Linked DNA regions of Sus scrofa: all the other regions are linked to region 3. Evidence: chromatin contacts called from public promoter capture Hi-C data. All regions are on one chromosome and are shown on one strand. Each heading gives the region's core, a stretch centred on a gene start, on an enhancer-like site or on the middle of the called end of the contact. The rest is flanking DNA. Distances are from core to core; before and after follow the strand shown.

Region 1 (4,436 bases), core at 1,733-4,232, 950 kb after region 3:
TTAACCTTTTATTTTAGATATGTAATATCTAATTGTTTCATAAACCCTGGCACTGGTCTGCAAAGCTCAGCTGTGAAAATGAAACTTGTAGTATTTTTAAACATGAATGTCAATTTCAAGTGTATTTGAAATGGTTCCTCCAGGAGAGAGATTTATACACCATTTAGTAAAAACTCCTCTGCAGAGGAAGTAGCCTTCTTTGTAGAAAATGGAGATGGGCCTTGCTAATTGTCTCAGAGTAGCCCGTTTCCTAGGGCACCATGGAAAACATAAATGTGATCTTTACGAATACCTCTTCTCCAGTCTGGGGAGGAAAGGACTCAGTTTGCACCCTTTTTGTATGTAAAATAAAATGTCTTACCTTTCTTGGCTAATTTTGCTTGTTTGGTTGGTTGGTTTGCCTGGTTTTACTGTCTCCTGGTTCATTTGTAACTAAGAATCCAGCTAGGACTAACTTTGATATGATTCAAGGCTCCAGTGAGTGAAAATAATGCCTGATACTTTGGCATTCTTGCTCCATTCTTCTGGGTTGAACATTGCCCTCTCCTATGGGTTACTCTAAAAATAAACATTGCTGGAGTTCCCCTCTTGTCGCAGGGAAACGAATCTGACTAGAAACCATGAAGTTGCCGGTTCCATCCCTGGCCTTGCTCAGTGGGTTAAGGATCTGGCGTTGCTGTGAGCTGTGGTGTAGGTCACAGGTGGGGCTTGGATCTGGCGTTGCTGTGGCTCTGGCTTAGGCCGGCAGCTATAGCTCCGATTCGACCCCTAGCCTGGGAACCTCCATGTGTCGTGGGTGTGGCCCTAAAAAAAAAAAAAAAAAAAAAAGACGAAAAAAAAAAACCCAGCAAATGTCATTTGTGTTTGAGAAAACTGTTGAAGCTCTGAAGACCACCTGCAGTGACCTCAGTGTAAGAAAGGACAAGGTAATGTCAGGGGCCATGCATAACTTCAGAATCAGGTTGGCACCTTATATAAAGACCAAATTGCTGAGGTGAACAATGGAAAAGGAGCCATGTCTACCTAAGATCAGGGCTGTGAAGACCAGGAATTGCTATGAAGTTAGTATTTGAAAATCAGTTACTTAATGCTATGGTTCCCAGTTTCAGAAAGATGTCAGTGTGCGGGGGTTTTTTTGGCCGGAGGATGTAAGACTCCCAGTTCTTAAGTATATGTGTTGTCGACTGTTGGGAACAACAAGTCTGTTTGGAGACCTGAGATACTGCTTGGGGACATCTGACTACTATCCCTGACTTTCCTGGAGGTTTCTAGAGAAGGGAGACTAAACTTAAGATTGTTGCAGGTATTGTTTCCCATCTCATTTCTAACAGTGATGCTGTTCCAATCAATATTTGTTGTGCACTTAGCCCTGCAGCAGTTAGGAGAGCTGTATACTAAGTAAGGGCAACACAGTCCATTCCTCACACAAAAAATGTAGTTACTTGGAAAACAGGTAAAGAAAGGAAGTTAAGAACCAGAGTACAGGAGTTCCTGTTGTGGCGCAGCAGAAAGAAATCCAACTAGGAACCATGAGATTTTGGGTTTGATCCCTGGCCTTGCTCAGTGGGTTAAGGATCCGGCGTTGCGGAGTTCCCGTCGTGGCGCAGTGGTTAACGAATCCGACTAGGAACCATGAGGTTGCGGGTTCCGTCCCTGCCCTTGCTCAGTGGGTTAAGGATCTGGCGTTGCTGTGAGCTGTGGTGTAGTTTGCAGACGCGGCACGGATCTCACGTTGCTGTGGCTCTGGCGTAGGCCAGTGGCTACAGCTCCGATTCGATCCCTAGCCTGGGAACCTCCACATGCCGCGGGAGTGGCCCAAAGAAATAGCAAAAAGACAAAAAAAAAAAAAAAGGATCCAGCGTTGCCATGAGCTGTGATGTCTAGGTTGCAGATGCGGCTTGGATCTGGCATTGCTGTGGCTGTGCATAGGCTGGCAGCTACAGCTCTGATTCGACCACTAGCCTCCATATGCTGTGGGAGCAGCCATTAAAAAAAAAAAAAAAAAAAAAAGAACCAGAGTACACACTAAAGTGTGCATTGACAAACACAGCAGTACAATTAGAGAAGGGAGAGGGAAAAAACGTAGTACTGTGATAGAGATTAGTAATAAAAAAAAAAAAAGTAGGACTTTTAAAAATTGGAGTTGCAGTTCCCAACTTGGTGCAGCGGAAACAAATCCAACCTGGAACCATGAGGATGAGGAACCATGAGGATACCTGGTCTCACTCAATGGGTTAAGGATCCTGCGTTGTGGTGAGCTGTGGTGTAGGTCGCAGAGGCGCCTCTGATGGTGCTGTGGCTGTGGTATATGTCGGCAGCTGTAGCTCCGATTAGACCCCTAGCCTGGGAACCTCCATATGCCACGGGGGTGGCCCTAAAAAGCAATAAATAAATAAATAAATGAACAGTTACAAAGTGTTAATTTCAGGTGTACAGCAAAGTGATTCAGTTTTACATATAGATACATTCACTCTTTTTCAGATCCTTCTTCCAATGGGTTATTACCAAAAAAAGAAAAAAAAGTGAAGCAAGTTTTGCACAGGAGTAGAATTCTGGTCGCTGTATATGGTTATACTACGAGTAGGCAGAAACGTGCCGCTAGTCTTTGAGGCTATCACATTTATATCCAATGTGGTGGTGACTAATCCTTGACTGTCCCAATACGGACAACGCTAAGTGTCTTCTGCCCCATCGATGCCCTTCCTCACGTAAAGTATCGGTCACCTCCTGCCAGTGGACTTGCAATCCCGCAAAGGCAGGGCGAGAGGGTGCAGGCTCTGCCTACTAGAAACTATAGTGTCTTCTCCCGGCGCCGCCTTCCGCTGACCCTCTTCCTGTTGGTCGGCGTTGGCGAGCTGGGGAGCCAATGAGGCCGCAGTAACGTGGCAGCCACCCACGAGCCCGCGTCCCTGCTAGCCCAGTCGGCGAGCCGAGCTCCGCCCCCCAGGGGGACCTACCATCTGGCGCCGACTCAGAGGGGGGAAATGGGGCCCTCCTCCGCTTGGAGGCCGGTAGGAACCCCTGTCTCCCCCCGGCTGCTCTGGGTGGCGGCGCCGGGGCCCACGCCGCTCCGCCCCGCCCCTTCCGGCCTCAGCAGCCCTGTAGCGCTCGCTTTTCCCGGTGGATGCTGCGCTTCTTGGAGCGGAACATGAAGGTGCTCTTCGTCGCCGCCGTAGTCGTGGGCTCGGTCCTCTTCCTGCTGTTGCCTGGACCTTCCACGGCAGATGAGAAGAAGAAGGGACCCAAAGTCACTGTCAAGGTCCGCCCTCCCCTCTCCAGACCTGCCTGCCGAGGCCCGCCCTTCGCCGCCTGGGTTCCGGCCTTGGCGCCGCTAGTCACATGTGTCCGAGGCGTTTACGGCCCCGGAGCTCAGGCCTGGGCGTCCTTGGCTTTGGCTCTGCCCCCTCTCTAGTCTCTCTGCTGTGCTTCTTGGCGCCTGAGCGGTCCTCGCTTATTCAGACCAGAGATTGACCTGAACCCTCCCCGTTAGCCTGGCCCTGGCCCAGGCTTTGCCACCCATGATGCCCAGCTGGGCTGGCACTGAAGACTCAGAGCCGTTTATGCACTGCTGGAGAAATGGTGAAAGATTACGTCTGCCAAATTGCCAGTCCTTTATCTACTCAGGTCCAGTTGTAGCCACTTCCAATTACAAGGCACATTTGTGTAGTTTTAAACCTGAGGGGTGTGCTTAGGCTCCCCTCCTTAGGGTTTTTGATGTTAAATTTTATCATCTGGGCCCATTATTTATTTAGAGCAAAGGTTGTTAATCTGTAGTCTAAGGAGATTGTCAACAAACTAAACGTAAATTTTCATGGGATTTTTGTTGCTACCAAAGTCATATTTAGAAACACTGCTCCTAAAATATGGCTGTTTTCTCTCCCATCCTCTGGGTAGCTTCTTGGGTCCCCCTTCCCTAGCAAGGCCCCTTCAAAGAGGCCAAGTTCAAAATGGTATTTTTTCTTCAGGTTTACTTTGACCTGCGAATTGGAGATGAAGATATAGGCCGGGTGGTCATCGGTCTCTTTGGAAAGACAGTTCCAAAAACGGTGGATAATTTTGTGGCCTTGGCTACAGGAGAGGTAAGTGGCTAGAGTGGAGGTAGCCAAGCTCAAAAGAAGTGAAATTGGCATATAGGGCTGGCAGCAAACTGACTTCCCCATCCATAACAGTGACAGAGTACCAGCTGTGCCCTCTGGCACAGGGAACCCACTATTACTATATCTATTGGGTTTTTTAATTAATTTATTTATTTTTTACTTATTAGGGCTGCACCTGCGGCAAATGGAAGTTCCGGGGCTAGGGGTCTAGTTGGAGCTACAGCTGCTGGCCTATACCACAACCACAGCAATGCCAAACCGATCCTCATATGTGACCTGTGCTGCAGCTTGCAGCAACGCCAAATCCTTAACCCACTGAGCAAGGCTAGGGATTGAATC
Region 2 (4,388 bases), core at 1,552-4,051, 650 kb after region 3:
CTGCCTTCACTATCACCTGACAGGATTCAGAAATGAATGCCAACAGCCCCAGAGCAAAAAGCTTTGGACTCGGTTTAGCTGAGACTTCACCCAGAGACCTAGGACACATAGTTGAAAGCAATCTAAAGAGAGACAACACCTCCAGTAGGACCTTAAGACAGTTCTGCCATCAAGAAATATAAAGGTCAGAATAGCGTGTTCCTTCCTAACAAAGTCCAACACCTAAGTGGCAAACCATCACTTTTAAGAAATTCACAGAAATAAAAAGAAAAGGAAGCAACATGGTCAGACACAGGGCCTCAGAAAGACCTTTGCCACAACCAAAGGCTAAAAGTTCCTCTTCCACAATACCCTATAGGAAATGGTTGGCTACTGTGTACAGTGTACATTGTGTGCAACTGCCCTCTCACAAAGAGCTTGCTTTCTAATCTCTTTATTTTTTTATTTCATTGTATATTTTTCTGGGCCCACCTGCTGGGGCTATGGAGTTCCCAGGCCAGGGATCGAATCTGAGCTGCAGCTGTGACCTACATCACAGCTGCAGCAATGCTGGATCCTTAACCCACCACGCAGGGCCAAAAATTGAACCCACACCTCAGCAGCAACAACACTGGGTCCTTAACCGGCTATACCACAGCAGGAACTCCTCTAATCTCTTTTTAAAGACGTTTTCTTTAATGTCCTAAATGGAAACCCCATTTCCAGTTCCAAATAATTCTTTACCCAAATAATAGTATCTAAATACTATTTGAACAATTCTACAAGATATATGCAAGGATAAGTTTCCTTCTAGCTTGTTCTCATCCTTCTCTCATTAATAACTCCCAAGACCACAATTGATTTTTTTTTTCATGTTCATCTCTCTGGCAATTTTTTCTCAAACACGGAAGCACATATGGACTTTCTTGCACAATGAGTAAGTCAAGTCCTTTCATCAGAATTAAAATAAAGATTAAAAGGAAAGTTGTTTTGTTTCCACAGCCCTTGCCCAGATAGGCAAATTCTGTGGCTTTTTTGTTGTGCAATTTTTCTGAGCAGGAAGTCACCATTAAAAAGGTACTTGGTCCTTGGCTCCCTATCTTAACCGTGCACAGGGTTTTAGTGGTATTCCTAAACAAATAAACAAAAATCAAAACAAAAACATGAGTGTCCCATTTCTATAAAAAGAATTAAACATGCTGGCTCAAACAAGAGTAAAACCCTCCCCTTGGAGTCTTCTTTAAAGGTCTGACACAAACACGAGGGGTGAGTCCCCTAGCCACTATTCCTGCACAACTTAGTACAGGCCAGCCAAAGAGGCAGGCACAACATGGCTGGCATTCCCTATTCTTCTGAAAAATGTGTGCCAATGAGCTGTGCATTGTTCCTCACTCAAAAAGAAGAGCCTTTCTGTCTGGCCTCCTCCAATGGCAAGCCCCAGTCTGGAAAAGGAAGAAAATGGCACTGAGGAGCCTGGGAGATGGAGCATATCCAAAGCTCTCAGACAAGACTTGAACCTATGACCTTCACTGTGTACACAATAGGCGGGTGAGAGGGACGGGTTTATCTCTGCAGCAGCAGTTCTCAGCCCTGGGGTAGCACTCCCGATAAAATGACATGACTATTGTGTGTGGCAGCAGAACAGTCATCTCCTCACAACAGCCTAAACCAGCACTCCCTCCCCCAAGACAAAGCAGCAGGGGTGAAATTAACTCAAGGCTGCAGAGCAAAGCCTAATACAGAAAAGAGAGGCCTGTGGGGGATTGGGGACTCTCCTCAACCCCTGGGGCTCTGGACACATGGCTGGAAACAGACAGGCTTTCTCCCCCATCTTTCCCACTCTCATTTAGGTAGGAAGCTGTTTCTTAGAGAATTTAATCATCTGTGATTTGTTCAGAAATATTCCCCCTGAAGGGCTATGATCTCTCCACCCTGTGTGAGCCTAATTCCTAGAAGCTGAAATGACTGTTTGCTGCTGCCTGTTTCACAAACACACATTAATTGGTCAGATGTGTCTCCTCCTCCTCAACCCCAGAGGGAGGAAGGAGAATCTGAGCAAAGCACAGAGATGATCCAACCGTAATTACACATAAAGGGAAAAGAGGGCAGCATGGGTTTTCCAAACAGGACAGGGTCACAAACCCTCCCGAGGGTACAAGGATAGTAGTTTAAGGGCCAGGCCTAGGGATCCCTCCATCTTGAAGAAAAGGACAGGAGTAAATGTGACCTGAAGACTACAAGGAGCACACACCCACAAGCTACTTACTGCACGCCCCCAGCCACCTTGCTCCCCCCTCCTGGGCCACGCACACGTCCTGCTCCCAGCCCTTCGCCCTGAACCCCCCTAACTCCCTGACTAGCTCCAGTCACCCTGGGCCCCCCGCAAGATACCAGACTGGCCTCTAAAACTCTCTGGCCTGTCCTTACAACCTGGCCAGACTCTAATCCCTCTCGGGTACCCCTACCCTCAGCGTGAACCGGCCTGGCCACGCTTTGAACTTCACCCCAATCCCCTCGACTCCCCCCTCCCCCACCCACGCAACGACCCCCCCCCACCCCGCCATACACACCTTCTCCTCGCTCCGCCCCGGCCCCCAACCCCCACTTCCTCCGTCAGGCGCCGCTGCCCCCGGCCCCCTCAGCGCCGCCGCCTCACTCCTCCCCCAGCCCCAGCTCCACACAAAGCTCGGGACTCACCGCGCGACCGGTCCCGGGAGCCGCCACCTCCGCCCGCCCGGGCCCCGGGCCGTAGAGCCGCCGCTGCTACGGGGCCCAGGCCGCCATCCGTTCCCGCGGCCCCTCCCCCCTCCCCACCCCGCCTCGGCCGGCTCTCCGCCCCCTCCTCGCGCCGCTCCGCCCCGCCCGCCGGTGCCGCTGTTCCGGGGCCGCGGGTCCCTCAGCCGCCGCCACCGCCGCCGCCGCCGCGATCCGGGACAACCAGGGCCGCCCGGAAGACCCGGACACTGGATTATCGGGCCCTCGGATCCGGATTCCGGGCTGGTGTGGAGTCTGGAGCGGTAGAGCGCAGGGGAAACCCGGAACCTGGATGGCGGAGCCAAATCCTGGGTCTCGGAACGCGCGGTCACACGGAGCCCGGATTAGAGACTCGGAGCCAGGATTAGAGACGCGTAGCTCTGGGAATGCTGGAAAACCCGGCCGGTCGGTTAAAACAGAGATAAACTCGAAGAAGCCTGGATGGGAGAGCTCGAACCTAACGCTCTCTCCTCGTGGAAAGAACTCTCGGTGGCCAGACTTCCTCGCAGAGAGGTCTCTGGGGAAGTATCGCACCTTAAATACAGAAGACACCAATTCTGTAAGTGTCCAACCGTGGGGAGAGAAAGAGCCATAAGGGGTGTGAATGTGAACATCTACAAAGAACAGAAGGGCAAACACAGCTCATGGTGGTTTCATCCATTTTATCCGTTGTTTCAGCAAAGTATCAATCCCCTAATTTTTTATCCTTTGTCTTCCAATTTTTTTTTTTTAGGATTATCACTAGTTTTCTTGTTCAAGCACCCATTTCTCATCCTATACCCCTCTTCACCTCATCACCCCATATCACCAAATCCTGTTGATTTATATCACCTAAAAGTCCTATTGTTCTTTTCCAACCCACCATTCTATTTATGATTGTAACTTTTTCTTTCCTTATCTGCCATTCATCTGATTGCTCAGCACACTATCTAGTAGGCATTCAGTCCTTATTTAAGTGAACACTCCCACCCACCTCTCACTTATGAAACATATCATACTCTTCACCTCCTAAATCATCCACCCCCTTCTATAGCAAACAAATTTATCTTAATTCTCAAGTCTTAGCCTAAATTATATCCTTCCTGTGTCCTTGACCACCTTAGCTCTGCAGTTTTCATCTTTCCTTTTTCCACTATCCTGAGGCATCCTTCAACAGTGCCACTCAAAATAGTATGTTACTGGGTCATAAAATCCTTTCACTCTCCATCTCCACATACACATGCAAAAGCTGTGTGTGTGTGTGTGTGTATGTGTGCACGTGTGTGCACACCAGGGGGTGATGGCTAAAGATGAACGCTAGGCCTGTCTGATCTATGAAAAATAATCTCCCCTTGGCCCACCCATATTCAGCTTGTTCTAGGACAGTACAAAAACAAAACTGATGCCAGGTGACAGCAAACCTCTAATCTACACTGATGATATTACAAGTGAGGATTCAGCTACTTTCAGGTAGAGAAAGAGAAGGGCTTAGTGTTTTAGGCTTAGATATGACTTAATTAAGGGTTACCATTTAAGTAGTCATTTCCTACTAAAGAGCATGACTCTACCATTGTAGGAGACTGGACTACAAAAATAGGGAACAAAAGAAACATTCCTACAGCGAACTCTTATTTATTTTTGCTTTTCAGGGCTGCACCCGCAACATGTGGAAGTTC
Region 3 (4,419 bases), core at 132-2,631:
AAATGTGCTTGTACAGTTGAGTGTGTTTTCTTGCCCCTGCCATTATCAGGAGAAGAGTTTACTGGTCCAAGGAAGGTGATAGAAGTGTGACCTGGATCCAGTCTACATCTTGGAACTAAACCCACCTGAACTTGGTCCAGATCAGCTGACTCCTAGATAGACCAGTGAGAATAAATGATTGTTGTGTTGCCTCTGAGTTTTGGAACATTTTGTTACACAGCTTTATCAGGACAGTAGTGACCGATAAAAGCCCCGTTACTCAGAAGCAGCTGGCTTAAAAGAGGAGCTGAATAGCCTATTGGGAGGCAGTTAAAACACACTGCAAGGTGTCAGACAATGTTTGATGCAATCTCTCACACAGTGGAATGTATATTATTATGATTATTTTGTGTGTTTTTTGGTTTCAAACAGTTCTCCAGGTATTTTCATTTCTGTGAAGCACTTGAAATGTCTATGACCCACACTGAAGCCAGAAGGCAGAAATCTTTACTGTTTTTTTTTTTTTGGTTTTGTTTTGTTTTGTTTTTTGTCTTTTTGCTATTTCTCTGGGCCGCTCCCACAGCTTATGGAGGTTCCCAGGCTAGGGGTTGAATCGGAGCTGTAGCCGCCACCCTACGCCAGAGCCACAGCAACGCGGGATCCGAGCCGCGTCTGCAACCTACACCACAGCTCAAGGCAACACCGGATCGTTAACCCACTGAGCAAGGGCAGGGACAGAACCCGCAACCCGCAACGAATTCCTAGTCGGATTCGTTAACCACTGCGCCACTACGGGAACTCCAATCTTTACCGTTCTTTGCCCAAAGGAAGGACAAACTCTCCTAACACCAGTGAAGACCACATGAAATGGAAGTGAGAGAAGGGACGACAGCTCCAGGGCAACTGCAGACAAGACCCTCTGCCTGCCTCCTGCAGTTTCTACCCCCAGTAATAAAAACAAAGCAGTCAACCTCTTTCCTAGAGTGGTTTGCTCCTCATCTACCCACAGCCCGTACTGAACTTGCCCCTGCCCCCTGTGTCTGGTCCCTGGCCCGTACATGTCACTACCAGAATGTAGGTAAGATGCCATGCTGGCATCCTTCCAGGGCACTCAGCACAGCTTGCACTCAGTAAGCGTTTGCTAATTATCTGTTGGGCAGACAGTTTAGTCCAACCTCCTTCCGGAAGCAGAACTTTACTTACAGCATCGTGGAAACAGTCACTTCCAAGAACAAATTGAAATTTGTCGGTGCTTATAGTGAATGAATGCATGCAGTGAATGGTATTGTTTTTCTCTCCTCCTCAGACCGCCCAGCTGGGGCGCCCTCTTCTTGCGGTCCTCGATATTTCGCCCCCGCCCATCAGGGTTGTTCTAGTCTCTGGGTAGAAGCCTCCTCCGCTCCACCGGGAGCCAGAAGCGAATCACGGTCCTAACCCTGTTATGGCCCCCGCGGGCCACCGTAGCGGGCCGCTGGCTGGGGCCCAAGGCCCGCAACTTCCGTGTTGCCATGTTGTCTCCAGGCACTTTTGCCTTTCCACACGTGGTCTTAACATTTCCGGTTCTGCGCGGCACCTCCCCTGTGAGTAAGGGAGGCTGGATCTCAGGCTTGTTTGAGCACAGCTTTCCGTGCGTTATCTTGGAGCAAGCGCGCAGGCTTCTTTAGCGCTTTTTTATGCACTAAAGTTATTTGCTCCTCAAGACGTTTCGAAGAGAGAAGAGGCAAAAATCACTGTAAGCGTTTCTAGGACACTTTTCCCCAACCCAGGGCCGGGAACGGGGGCTGGGGTGTGGGGAGGGGAAGCTTAGTGTTTGCCTAGATAGCGAAGCGGTCAAGCAATCGAAGAAAATCTCAGTAATGTTTGAGAAAATCTCAGTAATGTTTAAAATCGATTTGACACTGCAAACAAAAAGTGGGAATTATCATTACAGTGACACTATTAACTTAGAAAACTGGAAATGTAACTTTTTGCTTGTAGAGTTAAATTTAAGCATTTAGGTTTGCTCGTTAATTTATTTTGGCGGCCCCCAGGCTCTTTCGTGTTTGTAAACTGCTAGCTTTGTCTTTAATCTCTTCCTGAAAAGTTAAAATGAAGGACACTATAAAGTGTCCTTCATTTTTCTTGAAGGCGGGTGACTAATGGGGCACTGAAGCCAGATATCCTAGGACACAGGGCTCTTTCTGCCTCAGTGACTCTGCTCGGGTTCCTTAATCTCTCTGAGCCACAGGTTTTTCAACTGTAAAGTGATGATAATATTCTGGAAAGGCTGCCTTTGGAGGTTAATGTGAGATACAGAAATGCCTAGTGTGTGCTTGGCATCTAGTGAACTTTCTGAATTAGGATGTAAATAGTATTGCTAGTTAATCATTGTTCTTTTGTTCCATGATCCTGCTTAAATCAAATCTCAGGCCTTCAAACTGCTGAGGGATGCTGGTGGGACGGACCCATACCCCACTCCTAATGAATTCTGGCCAGTTTTCAAAGTATCTCAGACTCTGCAGATCTTTTCCACTGCCCCAACTCTCTCAAGAAATGACCCATCTCTTGCTTCACGCTGTTGAATAGGAGCTCTGATGGCCCTCCTTCAAAACTCTCAAACTTTCCAGGCTCAGCACCTGTCCTTACCTTCTGGTACAATGTAACCACAGCTGACCCTTGAACAACACAAATTTGAATTGATGGGTGGGTTTTTCCCCAGTAAATACCTAGTGCAGTAGTACAGGATCTGCAGTTGGTTGATTCCACCGATGGTCAGTTATAAAGTTATAATCTGATTTTCGGCTGCGTGAGGATTTGTGCCCTAACCCCTGAGTTGTTCAGGGCTCAGCTGTTGTATCCTTCCTCCTGTCTTCTCAGTCCTCCTTATTTCTCCAGTCTAATCTCTATACTCCAGCCAGGGCGAACAGTTGGAAACATAAACTCTCATTCTCCAGCTGGCAACCCTCCCTGACTTCTTTTGCTCTTAGGATCCACCCCAACCCCCCCCCGTAGGCTCACCAGGCTGTATGCTCTCAAGCTTTCTAAATGCACAATTCGTATCAGCCTGGACTCCTTTCTTTGAATTGACCTGGGTACAATGTGGGATTTGAGATAGTCTTGAAAGTTGAAGGTAGAGTCAAATGGTCTTGAAAGTTGAAGGTAGAGTCAAATGGAGGGGGGAGTGGGAAGCTTTCAGAACACAAGGGATTGTGTTCTCTGAAAGCAATGAGGGAGAACTCCCCCAGGTTATTTTGAAGAGCAATCATGGTATTAGTTTAGCAGGAGTTGAGGCTCCTGTGGGGTCTCTGGGGATCTCAGAGGCCCAGTGGATTTCTTGGTTTATGGTTGTGTGTGTATTTTGTTTTTGTTTGTTTTTGTTGTTGTTGGAGCAGATCATGAAAGTATTTTCACCCCAAGCCACAAAATCCTAAGAAACAGTCTGGTCTTGGACAAACCCAATAAATTGAAAAGAGCTCTTCTAGGTTCACATTTACTCAAGATGTTGGCAGTGATGGAATCCTGAGGCAAGTTTCCCAAAAAGTTGAACCATAAATATACCTTTAGAAAGAGTCCTTAGTGTCACCTCTGTTAAACTCTTCACTAATGATGCACGTTTATGTTGGTCACACAAAATTTAAATGAGGAATCTGAAGGTAGGTGAGAGTTCCCAAGTGGGTGGTAACGAGAAACCCTGTATAGGACTCCATAGGCTGGCTTACTCATTATGAAGCTTGGCTCAGCACCCATTTTGTAATGACCCTGCAAGATGATTCTCATTTGGCAAATTGACCTCTAATCTAAAGGTTGATTGTTAACACTTGAGAGAATTGATTCATGATGAGAAATGGTAGGCTCTGGAACCCTCTCACTTTGGCTTCACAATCCAGATCTAATATCTTGAATCCCCTGGCGGGAAGAAACAGAAACATTCTTGGGCTTGTGACAATACCTTGAGAAGGACTACTGTTTTTTTAACAGCATCAGGGGCCAAAGGAACATTGACAGTCTTTCCAACTGGAGATCCTAAATAGGTTATCTGGAGTGAGTGACCTATATCCTGAATTTGGCAGGAGCACCCTGGTTTTTTAACCACCGTATTTGGTCGGGAGGTTTGGATTTCTCTTCATGTTAGAATTTCTCTTCCTTTTATATTTATTGTAAACAGCTATATTATAATTTGATTCAGTTCTGAGGCCAAATTTTTGATAATTTAAAAACTATGAGTTATTTTTTTCCTATGCATCTTACTCCGGAGGTAATAATTACTTAGCTGAAATTGATAGGATAGCATAGAAGCAAATCTGTACTGGTCTCTGAATCTGGAACATTCTCTCACACTTCATTGGCGTTCCCACTTATTTATCATGACCTTAAGATGTTAGATTCTGAGGTCAAAGAAAACATGTGTGTATGTGAGTGGCCTAACAAAACACTGCTCTCAGTCTATAACCATGAACAAAA

What was found. Promoter capture Hi-C pulls out the DNA fragments that hold promoters and counts their contacts.
Region 1: a contact with region 3 is called in a promoter capture Hi-C map of fetal liver, with 2.8 times the contacts expected there. The contact joins the promoter of PPIB here to the promoter of NARS in region 3. A contact is called at or near these places in 1 of 5 promoter capture datasets (fetal liver) and 1 of 47 Hi-C or Micro-C datasets (liver).
Region 2: a contact with region 3 is called in a promoter capture Hi-C map of fetal liver, with 2.6 times the contacts expected there. The contact joins the promoter of ZNF609 here to the promoter of NARS in region 3. A contact is called at or near these places in 1 of 5 promoter capture datasets (fetal liver) and 1 of 47 Hi-C or Micro-C datasets (liver).

The regions. Positions count from the first base shown.
Region 1 is chr1:107,883,681-107,888,116 of Sscrofa11.1, forward strand. PPIB (peptidyl-prolyl cis-trans isomerase B) reads left to right here and starts at 2,983. Exons shown (of 5, transcript XM_021093880.1): 1 at 2,983-3,259; 2 at 3,966-4,079. The coding sequence starts at 3,125. CSNK1G1 (casein kinase I) reads left to right here. Exons shown (of 14, transcript XR_002344535.1): 14 at 1-374.
Region 2 is chr1:107,580,546-107,584,933 of Sscrofa11.1, forward strand. ZNF609 (zinc finger protein 609) reads right to left here and starts at 2,802. Exons shown (of 9, transcript XR_002344510.1): 1 at 2,677-2,802.
Region 3 is chr1:106,931,724-106,936,142 of Sscrofa11.1, forward strand. It overlaps NARS (asparagine--tRNA ligase, cytoplasmic), which reads right to left and starts at 1,382. Exons shown (of 16, transcript XM_003121455.6): 1 at 1,183-1,382.